Linked DNA regions of Columba livia: region 1 is linked to region 2. A link is a contact called in public Hi-C data. All regions are on one chromosome and are shown on one strand. The core of a region is the stretch at or near the end of the contact, and the rest is flanking DNA. Distances in the headings are between cores, read along the strand shown.

What was found. Hi-C and Micro-C count contacts between places; a contact is called where the count stands out from the background.
Region 1: a contact with region 2 is called in a Hi-C map of liver, with 3 times the contacts expected there. The contact joins the promoter of RSU1 here to the promoter of ST8SIA6 in region 2. A contact is called at or near these places in 2 of 2 Hi-C or Micro-C datasets (crop and liver).

What each region holds. Positions count from the first base shown.
Region 1 is chr2:22,605,690-22,612,255 of bColLiv1.pat.W.v2, forward strand. RSU1 (Ras suppressor protein 1) reads left to right here and starts at 4,732. Exons shown (of 9, transcript XM_065050911.1): 1 at 4,732-4,844. The coding sequence starts at 4,827. LOC135578428 (a long non-coding RNA gene) reads right to left here. Exons shown (of 2, transcript XR_010469995.1): 2 at 1,994-6,305. It overlaps CUBN (cubilin), which reads left to right. Exons shown (of 67, transcript XM_065050909.1): 66 at 915-1,150; 67 at 1,553-1,872. The coding sequence ends at 1,660.
Region 2 is chr2:22,316,439-22,322,916 of bColLiv1.pat.W.v2, forward strand. ST8SIA6 (ST8 alpha-N-acetyl-neuraminide alpha-2,8-sialyltransferase 6) reads left to right here and starts at 4,262. Exons shown (of 8, transcript XM_065050899.1): 1 at 4,262-4,521. The coding sequence starts at 4,475.

The DNA of each region.
Region 1 (6,566 bases), core at 3,482-5,981, 290 kb after region 2:
ACAGAGCAGTGGTGGTGCTGGTGGTGACTCAGACTACTCCAATAATAGTCCAGTTGTGATGTGCTCTAGGATCTAGGCACTACTGAGCCTCAAGAGGACTGAAATTTGCCACAAGAAAATAACGTGACTATAATGCTGTATAGTGACTATATCATAGACACATTCATAAATGGCTTATGAAATGGCAGTGAATAGCCAGGTAATGGTTTGTTCAAGACACTAACTTACTGGAGGTAGGAAAGCTCATGGTCAGCTGAGAAGCAGAATAACCTTACAGCATTGAGTGAATTGGTGATGAAAAGGCAGATAAAGTTCAGTGTAGGAAAGTATTCCTGAAGAACATGGGCAAACAAAAAGACAATCCCAATTTCACTTACAAAAATATGGGCTCTGAGTTGACTTTTAGTACCCAGCAACAAGATCTTACAGTAAAATAGTCCTAGCACAGTCCTAAGAGTTGTTGGGAAATGAAGAGAGAACAAATTGACAGCCACTGTACAAAGCCATAGTTAACACACACATTGAACAATGTGGACAGTTCTGGTCTCCTCCTGTTATAAATAATCCAGTATAACTAAGGGCTCAGTATAAAAAATGGCTTCTATATGAGGTATGCTGAGACTTTTTAATCCACTTAAGAAACTACTGAGGTCTGTAAAATTGAGTGATATTGGATGATAAATAGTGATCAACTGTTCATTGACCTGTCCCATAGAAGAACCAGAGGCCATTAGATAAAGCCAGGAGGTGGTAGGTTCAAAACAAACCAAACTAACCAGTCCTTCACATATCGTGCAGCTAAGCTGCACAGCTCCTTCCCATAGGATGCTGTTACTAATACTGTAGTAATGTACTACATCGTGTAGTATCTTGTGAAACAAAGCCTTGTAAGCTAATTAAGTGTCTGTCTCCAGGATGTGGAGGAACATTATACGGCAGCACCGGTTCATTTGCTAGTCCCAGCTACCCAGCAACTTACCCCAACAGCACAGACTGTGAGTGGGTCATTACTGCGCCCAAGGGACGGATCGTCACAGTGAACTTCGATTTCATCAGCATTGATGACCCAGGGGACTGCAATAGCAACTACCTGATCCTGTACAACGGGCCAGATGCCAGCTACCCCCCAGCCAGGCTGTTCTGCGGGATGGTATGTATTCCCTAATGTCTGCCACCCCATAAGTGGTTAAAATGTACCTTTACTGTTTGGTATTTAGGATTGTTTCCCCAGTCCTGGCATGAATTCATGACAGATGAGTGGAAGCAAATGCATAAGGCTCCTGTGGCGCCTTAGAAGCCTTCCAATGCAGACCTTACAGTGACATCTAGTGGGAGGCATCATCAAGATATTTTGCTTTGTATTTAGTTGTGTTTGCGATTTAAATACTCGTAATACCCTGAAGGAGAAGTGCAACAGCAGTATCTAGCATAGACCTGAGGTCACTTCGAGTCTGTGATCCAATTTGTGCCTCAGTTTTAACTCTCTGACAGGCTTTTCCCAAGAATCTTGATGTTCTATAAAGCTTTTCATTTTTCTTGTTTTTAATTTCAGGATACAAACATTGCTCCATTTACTGCTACATCTCATCAAGTCTATATAAAATTTCATGCTGAATATGTGACTTTACCATCAGGATTCCAGTTAAGCTGGACAAGCTAGGACACTTTATGAGAACTATATTACCGTTCCTTGCTATACTGAAGAGACTTTAGATCATAAAGTAAGTCTGAAATCTGGTTCTGATAATTGCAGCTGAGGTAAGGTCTTTTAAAAATTACCCTAAGTGTAGCTGTTATGAATTTAGAGTTCTGTCAAAATATGTGATCTCCCATTGTACTGAAAATAAACTATTATCTACCCAACTGTGAAAATGAGTTTTTGCTAGATTTTGAAACATTTTTAATAGTCACACCATTTCAAAGTTTCACATTCAATGCTACAAAAAGTGAATTAGCCAGGATAAAACTTAAACACAGAACACTCAACAACAAGTTGATAAGAGGCCCTAATATGCCAAGTTGTCTTTATTTCTATAGAGTTACGTGGTTTTATACCACGCATCCTTGAAAATGCTAGGTAAAGTTTCAAATTAGAATCAAATCAGAAATTACTACAAAATGGCCCGCGTCCTACAATCACTGATACAGACACTTTGCTGAAGAACTTTCTATAAAAACTGTGCATTGGGTGCAAGAACCCGGCTAAACTCAAGCATTCACTGAAGTTTAACAGAGTAAGGACATACCATGGTACTATTAATAAATCTTAACCACATTTGGAAGTAATGTCAGGATCAGAGCTCTGTGTTCAATATACGCACATATCTGTGATTATATTTATTGAGTTATATCCTCAAGCTTCAAAACATATTTTACAACTGAATATAAAACCTTGTGAGACTTTCAGTAACCATGTTGCCTTCCTAGTCAACTTGTAGGCAATTTCTTAGACATTTATAAAACAGATATCACTTCAGAACTGGGCAGACATAAAAATATCAATTGACCTTTGACTAGAATTAGTTTTTCCCTTCCCCAGGCTAACACACCATACATAAAAAAATGTTGTTGGCAGGGTATACAGAGGACACTGATCCCCACCATGAAACATCTTTTGTCGCTACCCAGAATGAATGATCAATTGATTTCCTGAATGTCAACTGTGATGGACAGGCAAGAGGAATTTACGCTGCAGCAGAGGAGCACAAACTTCATCAGAACTTTCACTTCATAACTATTACAAAAAGTCACAGTGAAAGTAATTCCTTAACATGATTGTTGCAATAATTATTTATGAAATTACATCAAAGTCTTAGCGGTAGTTCTAAACAAATTTAGGAACTCTGTGAAGTTTCCCAGTGACTGCTGAAAAAGCCATCATTCCACAAACATACAAAACTTTATAGTGGCTGAGAAGTCATCCCAGTTAAAAGAAAATATAGAAAACATGGAAAAGAGAAAAAGAAAAAGGGAAAAAAGGTAGATGGCAAGCTATAAAATACAACTCAAAATCATCCAGTACTAAGTTAGAAAGAGAGCAATGTGTGAACTCCCACTGGCCAACAGAATTAAATGTAAGCCAGCATTTTAAAATTGTCCAAGGACCAAGAAAAACCTGGCCTATGTACAGGTGATATTCCTGCTAACACGCTAAAGTATAACATGGAAAAACAAGAAATATCTGTATTTGGATCAAACTAGGAGACAACTATGTCCTACTGAGCTGCTAGCAGAACAGAAAGATCCTGTAATAAGGGAAGACATAAAAGACCATATCATCAAATTAAACATTTTCAGATCACTGGCCCAGAAAGCTCTTGCTGAGATTCCACACCAAACTGATTTCATATTTGCAATCAAGGGCCGATACTATTTTTGTCCATAAAGTTTATTAAAAACTCCATAAAGGGGATAGCAAGCAGTAAAGAAAACAAACATCTGAGCTGTCTGGAGATAAAGCCACAAAACAAGTTCTGAAGAGAGCAGTGTGTAAGACACCGTGAATAAAATGACGTGTGCCTTGGCCATTTGCCTGCGGAGATCAGGACTTGGTTTCTTCCTTGGACAGCTGCATCTCCAGCCTTTGTGAATGTCTGTTCTGGCTTTGACCTTCCTGCGAATCACCGTGGATTTGGTGCAGTTGGTGCAGGGCAGAGAAGCCCCTCGGGGATCTGGCTGCTGTCTCTTGCTGCTAGGTGGCTGGTCATGGAAGCGTCAGACTACAGGTGAAAATCAGCTTGGCGAGAACACTGTCATTTTCTGCATTTTGGCTCCACTGGAAGCCACAGGTGAAAGGGAAGGGCACGTCTCCCACCAAACAGGTCCCTGCCGCCACAGGCAGTGCTCTGCAGGACATCCATCTCTTTCGTCAGAAGTGCCCTGATGGACAAAGAGGTCTTGAGGTCTCAGGTCAAACCTTGGCCGTGTCAGGAGTATAACAACAGATAAATTGACAAACAATAGAAACCTGTACAGGGTTTTAATGAATAAATTTAATTACTGTTTGAGACCTGTATCAGCCACACATCATACAGTTAATGGACAAAAGTTGAGCTCCCGAAAGACACCCCTGGCCCTTTGCTGGGGATGGCCCACTGTTGATGCAGGCAATAGCATATAGATGCCATCTGGTGACCTGGGGTGAGCATGAAACCATCCTGGTAATACAACCTTTGGCCTCAAGCTCGAGAGGGGAACTGCAGTTAAACTGATGAATTTGCTGAAATCTGTACTTCAGAAATATGCATTTCACTAAGAGAAAAGCATATTTCACTTGAAAACAGATTAAAAGGTTTTGGATATTTTTGATATGATAAATACTTGCTCCTGGTATGACTTTCTGTCACAATGTCAAATTTTATGGAATCACTGAACTTCTGCAGCAAAAAGAAGAGTAAAGAACACTGCGAATACTATGAAGAGAAATTTGCAAGTGTTTCATTTTTTTTAAAATTTAACAATAACTAATGCTTGGTGCATCTTTGAAAGTTACAAATACTCCATATCTGTGCATGATTTTACTTAAAAATGAGTAAAACCTATGAGGTTCTTTAGAAAAACATGAAAGTCCTGCAGAGAATTTGTGTTCATGAAGGCTGTTGAATGAAGCTGCTGGTACAAGGTTCAATTGATCTAGCCCCACTGACTATCACCAAAAATAGTCAAAGTCTAAAATTAGAGTAAATTATCAAACCCATTCTTTAAAAAAACAGGAACAAAGTAACCTACTGCTGTCCTCTAACATTTTATATGTGGAACCACAACAGAAATAACACTGCAGAAGAATTAAAGTGGAGATCCTTAGAGGAGAGAGCTGGTGCTAAGCCATGTTTCTGTCTTGCAAGGTAAGAATTAATTTAAAACATTTGCTTTAAAATGAACGCACAGCAAAAGCAAACAGGGACTACTTAACTGATGTTTTAATATTAAGTATTCCATGAAACTTCTATGTGTTTTTTGCAGTGTACAATTCAAAAGACAAAATCTGTGTTTAGTAAGATTTATGGCTTTGCCTCAAAATACTGCCAGAAATATCTTTGATTTCATGTCTGTGCACCTTGCTGTCTATTTTATAGATAATGTAGTTGTGAATGCTGCATGTCCGTGTTACAACACCTGCATGACTACAAACAACCTCCCCCACCAGTGACAAAGCACCCACAATGAACGTGCGTTTTCACTTCCCAAAGCCTGCATGTTTTTAACTTATGTGTAAATCTTCTACAAGTTACTACACATATTTATTCTTATATAAAGGTATATTTTATAAGACAGTTGTATATGAATGGTAAGCACTTGAAGACTAGAATTTGAAGAATGAGCACTAGAAGGTCTGCAACAGTATTTTTTAATTGCCCTTCCCATGTGGCAGGGCTGTTCTTTATAAACAATACATGAGAAGTAATAACAGAATGAGATTGTTGGGGCTATAGTTACTTGAAGTAAAGGAGAGAGAAGATATACAGCTAAAATGCTAGAAATTGTGGTGCAGGCGATTTAAAACATTAGCTAATTTTAGTTAAATTTACAAAGCAATTTTGGCAGAAGAGCAGTTTTCACTCGGCTTGTAAACAAACGGGGAGGTGTTTCAGTTTCCCTCAGTAAGTGCAGAGGAGTGTCCTAGGCACCAGAATTAACATATTTTGGGCGATTATTTTTTGTCAGCTGCCAAACTAAAACCACAGAATTATTCTGCAGTCCTGTTTAAAATGAAATGTAACAAAAAATTCCTAGCATCAACTACTGTTCATAATAACAACAGCAGCAATAATACAGGATTACTAACAAATAAATGTTTAAAATGTTTGCTAGCTGATAATAAAAATAAAGGCAAAATTCTAGAAGCTTGCTTTTATAAGGCAAAGATCAGCAAAACAAATATTGTGTTCAAGTTACCACACATAATCACTGTTGGATAAATTTTTAGTAGCAGTGCCCAGCAATATACAACTGTTTTTGCAGGTGCATGTTGCTGTTTTATTGTTTTGATGACACGCTAACCCTGCGTTAATGTTGACCCTTATGATAGCTTTTCTTGGAGGGAAAGAAAAAGGATAAAAATAGAATAATAATGTAAAACCTCATTTCCTTGGTTAGAACTCCCTAGCATAGCAGAGCAAGGGCAATGCCAGAGCCACGCGTCGCCTCGCTGCTCCCCAGCACAGGAGGCACATCCAGCGCCCGCTGCCCGGCCGGGGGAACCTTGGCGATGGAGCGACTTCTCCCTCTTCTCGCCAGCACACGGCAGCTGCAGCTCTGCCATACGGTCCTGGCCATGCATCTGCCACCTCCTTTAGCCTGCTCTCCTAAGGACAGAAGGCACATGCCAGCCTCACCAAAGAATTCAGGCATTTGCTCTATAAACATTTAAGCCAAGTGACAAATTCAGAACCTGGTGGATATCAAAGATGTTTTATAGTTGTTTCATAAGCAAGAAATCAGTAGCTGAATAGTGGAGTGAGGCTGCAATTGGAAAAGCCTGTGGTGTGTGCTCCACCACAGCCATGGGGAGGGCTGCGCTGGCCAGTCCCCAGACACAGCCTGACCTGCCCCTCGCTGGGGATGCT
Region 2 (6,478 bases), core at 3,012-5,511:
GTCACTTGAGCTGTTTCCCCTTGTCTGATACATTTCTGGAAAATGTCACCTTTATTGCAGTTTTTAACTGTCTCTCCATGAAAACACATAATTCACTAGTTTTTCTAACACCTTCTCTCTATTTTTGAATCTACTTTTGTTTATTCTCACTCCTTGCATTAAGGATTATTCTTTGGTTTGGGAGCTTTTGGAGAATTCAGAGTTACGGCTTTTAAGCACAGTGAATCATTATTACGACAAAAGGTAAAAATAAAGACAATGTGAAGAACTAAGACAGGAGGGAGGGAGAGGAATCCAGGTAGCTCACTCTCAGCCTGCCTGCAGACAGCTAACTCTGACAGGATTGCTCCGAGCCAGCACATTTCAGTCCCCGTCACGGCCCCTTTTCCTCACGTGTGTGACACACACCCTCTGTGATCACCTGCACTCTGGAAGAAACACTCACTGCATCAGGTAAATCAGAAACGTGTTAAAGAAATATTCTGGACACTGAAGAACGGCAATAAAGCACCTCTGTACTATAAAATGTATAGATAATTATTTCAGCTACTGACAAAAGAAGTAATATGATAGTTGTAAAATACGAAACCTTTCTCAGAAGGTGATATTCAGTTGTTTGTAAAAATATGAGTTGGAACAAAGCAAAAAAAGTGGTAAAATTGAGCTGTAAGGTGATTGTGGAGAGGATCCGTGCTTCTGGAGATTGATGCTTCTAAATTCTGGTGTGGGATGGATACATGTGTGCAAGACAAGAGTTAAGTCCCATGACTCACATTATCTCTAGAAAAAATGCGCTGCTACCCTAACAGCTGCTCCCCAAATGTGCTCTTCTGTGTCTGCAGGATGAACCCGACTAGTGACTAGTGTGTTGTTAGCAGCAATAAATAACCATTGGAAGGTTGTTACTGAAAGCCTTCAGACAACAGAGATGAAAGAGACAAATGGTTATTGTCCCAGTTAAGAATCACAGCTCTTTTGAAAGGTGTACCATGTTGAACCGGAGAGATGGGGACCTACCAAAAGCTCTGCAGGCGTAACTAGCAGCAAGAGATGAAGCAATTTACTGATGTGAAAGGCAGCCTCTGTGGGTGAAATATGGAGGATAACGTGCCTGGGAGGAGCCGTGCTTTGCCTTTTTTTTTCTTTTTCCAAAAGCTGACAATGGCTGCAGCAGCAGGAGATACCTGAGAGCGAATGAGAGTGGGGGAGCTGTGATGATCAGCAAAGGACAGTAAATAAGAAAAGTGACTTGAAAAGGCTCTGGGCCCCGAGTGACTCTCAGAATAGTGAACAGCAACAACAAAAGCAAGAGTGCACTTTGAAAGAAAACACAGATGTGCTCTTCCACCTGGCCGCATCTGAACCCTTTCTCAACTGAAAGATCAATGCACAAAGCAAAGATATGTTGCATCTTTCATGTGGCTGTGCTGTTCTGTAATAAAACGTGAACAAACACGTTTTGTTTACCAACCTTCTAGTGAAGGCACATTTTTCTATCAGGAAACTTCTCATGTCCCATTCTCCAGCCTACTGAAGCAGAAGGTTAGATCTTCCCTTGACATTGACGAAGCTGCACAAATGTACATTGGAGAGTCTCCAGCTGCTCCCTTCAGAAGCAAACTTTGTCATGGAAAAAAATGTTTCATTTTTGAGTATGAGGAACAAAGTATTTTTTCATCAAGCCAGAAGTTCAGCAAAAACCAGGTGCCACAACTCAGTGAAGCTGGCAACAAGTTTTCATGATGTCTGAATTCACAGAGTTTGCCAACAGACCTGGATTTGGGCTATAGGCTTCCAGTAAATAGCCCTCTCTCCCCTTGGGTAAACAGCTTTACCGTTGTGTTTTCCCATTTGGCTGGTTGGTTTGTAAAACTGGGTTTTGTCAGGAGAAATAAGAATCTGTTAGGTGCCTTTTGAAGCAACTAACAAACAGCTTTCTTAGTCAAGGATGGGTCCTTGCCTTGTTTTCTGCCACAGGCAGTCTCAGAAGAAGCTTGGATCAAAGTAGGCCAGGGATTTTTGTTCTGACTCCATGAGCATATTTTTAAAATGTTTCCTGTTTAGTGAATTACTTATTTTTGTCTTCATATCATTGTCTTTTTAGCACCTCTTTAACTGGAGACTATTTTGGGGGGTGGCAGCAGCAAACAAATTGGCAGCTGCATGGAGATCTGACCTGACAGCAAAACTACCTTCTCATTGTAATGACCACAACTTGCTCACATTTGAAAACCTTGTTCTCATTCATGAAAAATATAAACCCTCTAATTAAGACTTCTTATCACTGATACCTCCTCTCTGCACAGACCTAGGTCAAGGCATGAATACTCTTTCTGATACATCCCTCCTCCATTTGAATAAAGCATAATGGAAAATAAAATACAACAATGAAATCTGCCAGTGACCGTGAGGTGAATAATGAGCCTTCCCCATGCTTCCCGTGCTCTCAGTGTCTGTAGCACAGAGTTTGGCAGAGCCGCTGGGTTTGCTCATTTCCTTTAGTCTGAGCCAACATTCCCAGTAGCGTCAGGACAATTTTAGAAGCAAGATGCACTCAACTGAACTTCATCTATGAAGAGACAAACAGGTGCTTATAGCTGAGTTTTCAAGTCCATATATTACCTTGATAGCTTCTTTTTTTTCTGCCTGAAATAGAGCAATTTTTGAATATGGGCTTTTTGTCAATCCGCAGATTTCAGGAAGCCATCTACTCCTAAATCTGTTCATTCTGGGGAAAATGAAAAAGCATAGGAGAAGATAGAAACACATCTGCAGTATTTGGAGTAACTGAAATAGGTGAAATAAATGTTGAGCAATATCCAGAATGCCTTCTACCATAATAATGCCCTCTTGCAAACCTGCTAACTCAATGCATTTTAACTTCTCTGTGCTTTGCTGCATCGCATGATTTCAAATTATATCTTGGGAAGGAAAAGGGCTGAGTACATCCACCAGTGCAAAGAAGTGATAAGGAAAAGTTCTGGGGAATCATGACAGAGGGAGCTGGAGGTTGTGTGGGGATATATGAAGAGGAATGCATGGGCACTCCGACAGACAATCTGTGAATTTAGTCCACATATTTTTAAGTTTACAGCCTGCAGGGCTGAAGATTTGTCAGCTGATGTGCTGCAACACAGTCGGAAGCAGCAGAGACCCCATATTGCTGAGCAGATCAGCAGAGACATAAATCAGTATGCGTCTGGCCAGAGTGTCTGAATGGACACCCACACTGGCAAGTAGTGCCCTGCAACAGGAGTCGGTCTGTGGAGTGAAACAGTTGGCACTGAGGATCCAATGTCCACACTATTCATGGCGGGGGGGCGGAGGGGGACGGGGGAGGTTACTGATGCCATGAGTAGTTGGAGCATGTTAGGTACAGTCCAGAAACATGTCTTCTAGTTTGATTTCATCTGAAAGCAATGCAGCTTGTGCACCCTGAGACCATTCCACAAAGCAAACAAAAATAGGGTTGATAGGGTGACTGACTTTAAAAACATTCTGAGAGTGTAAAATGCTGGTGTAGGTGCACTCTCTCTCAACTTCTCTAACGACATATAACAATACAGCTGAGTGTAAATCATTCCTATGGGTAGGAAAAGATTTGGTAACAGTGCACTCTCTCTCAACTTCTCTAACGACATATAACAATACAGCTGAGTGTAAATCATTCCTATGGGTAGGAAAAGATTTGGTAACAGGTGAGTTAGTACACATGGGAAACACAGCAGTATTTGTTCCAGAATTCTCTATTTAGGATGTTGAAGAGCTTTTTGTGCAGCTTTTAACAATTTGTAAAATACCACAGACCCCCAACTGTGTCTGGAAAACTTTCTTTGATCACCTGCATCTCTGGTCTCTGGCACTGCAGATCCTCCTGCGGGTCGCGGGGTGATACTGCACAACCAGTAACATAAACCTATTGCTATTTCCTTTGATCATTAATCACTCAGGATTTCATCAGTAATTGAGATACCTAAGGCACCCTTATAAAGACTATAAGGTTTCTTGTAGTTGAAGCCCTTCTCCCTTTCTAAGGCACTTACATTTTCTTTTTCTAGGAATAGCCTCGGTGATAAAATGAGTCACCTAACCCAGTGCCAACAGGGAACACGATGACTGACACTTATACAGCACCTTTCATGCTAAGAATGTTTAAAGCTATGCCTGGAATCCTGCCCTGGCTTCTGGCTGTGCTGTCAATGTGATGCTGGAGCCTTTTTGCCCACGCAGACGAGGGGTCTCAGTGTGAGGGCTCAACGCCCTTCACTGCTGCTTTGGGAAGGAGCTGTGGCTGTCTGACCTGGCTGGTGTACATAAATGTTAGGTACAGAGTTACAGTGTTCATATGCCATGCCACGAGGAACAGCAATGGGAGGGACCATGCAAGCCTTGGGTGAGGGTCCTGCAGCAATGTCACAGGCACTTCTCAGCCTCCTGACAGCAAGAGCCAACAGCTCCATCCTCCAGCGCACCCATGCTGTCCCAGGTGCTACAGAGATCCAGACAGTTCAGTATGAAGAGGTAAGTGACATGGGCTTTATGCTTATTTTGGTCCTACTGGCTTAACACAAGCAAGACTTGACTACATGTCTTAGAAGAATGGGTTACTTTCTCAGGGATGTGGTGCCTAGCACTAATGTGCATCTAACCAACCATAGCGACACTAGAAATAATCAGACAAAGGGAAGAGATATTGCTTGAATGGATTCAATGATGACATTGAGTCTATTATTTGTATTATGTACTGTAAGTGGTTGAGTCACCATCCCTGGAGGTATTTAAAAGATGTGTAGATGTGGCACTTAGGGACATGGTTTAGTGGAGCTGGCAGTGTAAGGTTAAAGGTTGGACTTGATGATCATAAAGGTCTTTTCTAACCTAAACAATTCTATGATTTTATGATTCTGTGATTATTTTCTAGTAACACCTTTGGGATACTTATCTGTCTGTGTTGTCCAAGACGACCTTTGCTTTATTTCTCATTTAAATTCCTCACCAATGTATATCCTAATCGTACTCAGGAGCTGGGTGAAAAAATATTCCCAGGTCAGTTTTCACTGGGTGAAAAAATATTCCCAGGTCAATATTTAGAATCACCTTCTGTAGCCATTGCTGAATTTATTTGTGATTTTTGTCACCCAGCTACTAACTAGTCCCAGAACACTAAGATGTGATACAATGATGTTATAGAAATTGCTATTGTAGCACTGCAAAGTTCCTGAAAAATGGATTTTTAGATCAAATCAGAAATAGGGTAGAATGTGAGTGTGAATGTCCTTCTTGAATTTGTCAGTCTGATCATGTACAGATTGAGTGTCCCTAATGCTATAATTATGGAAAGGGAGTTCAGGGGGCAAAAGAACAGGCTCTGCAAGAGCCTACAGGTTGCTTCATTATGTCAGAAAGAAACATGGTTCTTAGTAAGCGTAAATGTCACTCTTGCTACCTCTTTGTGCAAACAGAGGGAATGATGCCATGGCTGCTAGCATGTGATTGAAATAGAAGGTCTGAGCTCAATACTTCAGTCACGGGCCATTAATTAATATCTCAGTGCATTAATTAATATCTCAGACTGTCATGCTACAAAAGGAGAACAATATATTCTTTTTGGCAGTTCAGCAGCAATTTGAAGAAGAAAAAGCCACCAGCAATTTTTAGACAACAGACTGACGATTGCGATTATTTAGTGACAATAGGGAAGCCAAGAGTGATCTGCAGAAGTCAGGGAGAAGGCTAAGTATGTAATACTAATATCAGTAGTTTATGGAACAATTCATGGACAGAGTCCCTACACAAAAACACCTGAGAAGCAAACAGCTCAGTTGTTCCTCCAGCCAGCATGCCAAACACAGCTTCAGCTTCTGTACCACAAACTACCTGATTCAGAGAAACCTGAAAACTGTGTAGAAAGGGTATTAGAAAAGTGACATTGGACTTCACTTTTTCTTTTATGAAACTTGAGCTTCTGCAGGGCAGATACATAAGTTCTTAAATAAAAATGTCATAAGTATCAAATGAAAATGTAATTATCAAATGAAAATATCATTTAGTTACAAAGGAAGTCAGTATTTCTGTAGCCAGTAGCAAGCAAGGGGAACAAGAGGGAGACTGAAGAGGACAGCGTTGGTGGGACCCCTGGTCTTTTGAGTGCCTGTGCACATCTGCCCAGCGACATCAGTAGTTTTCTATTTAAAGTCAGGCACTTGTTCACTGAACCTGACTCAAAGATAACCGCAGCTTGTTTCAAAAAACTGAAAAAATAATCGGTGTGAAATGTACTGGAAAACAGCACGGTTATTCATGTGCCTCAGCAGTTTCCTTATTAGGTAAAACAAGCTTTTGATTGTTCTCCCAGGACATACAATACCTCAATATGCTGCAAAATAGGCTGTTATAAAATGAGCCTGCACGACTTGCATACCTCAATGACCACTTCTGTGACAAATGCAAATTAATATTTTGAATCCAAGGTCAAAGT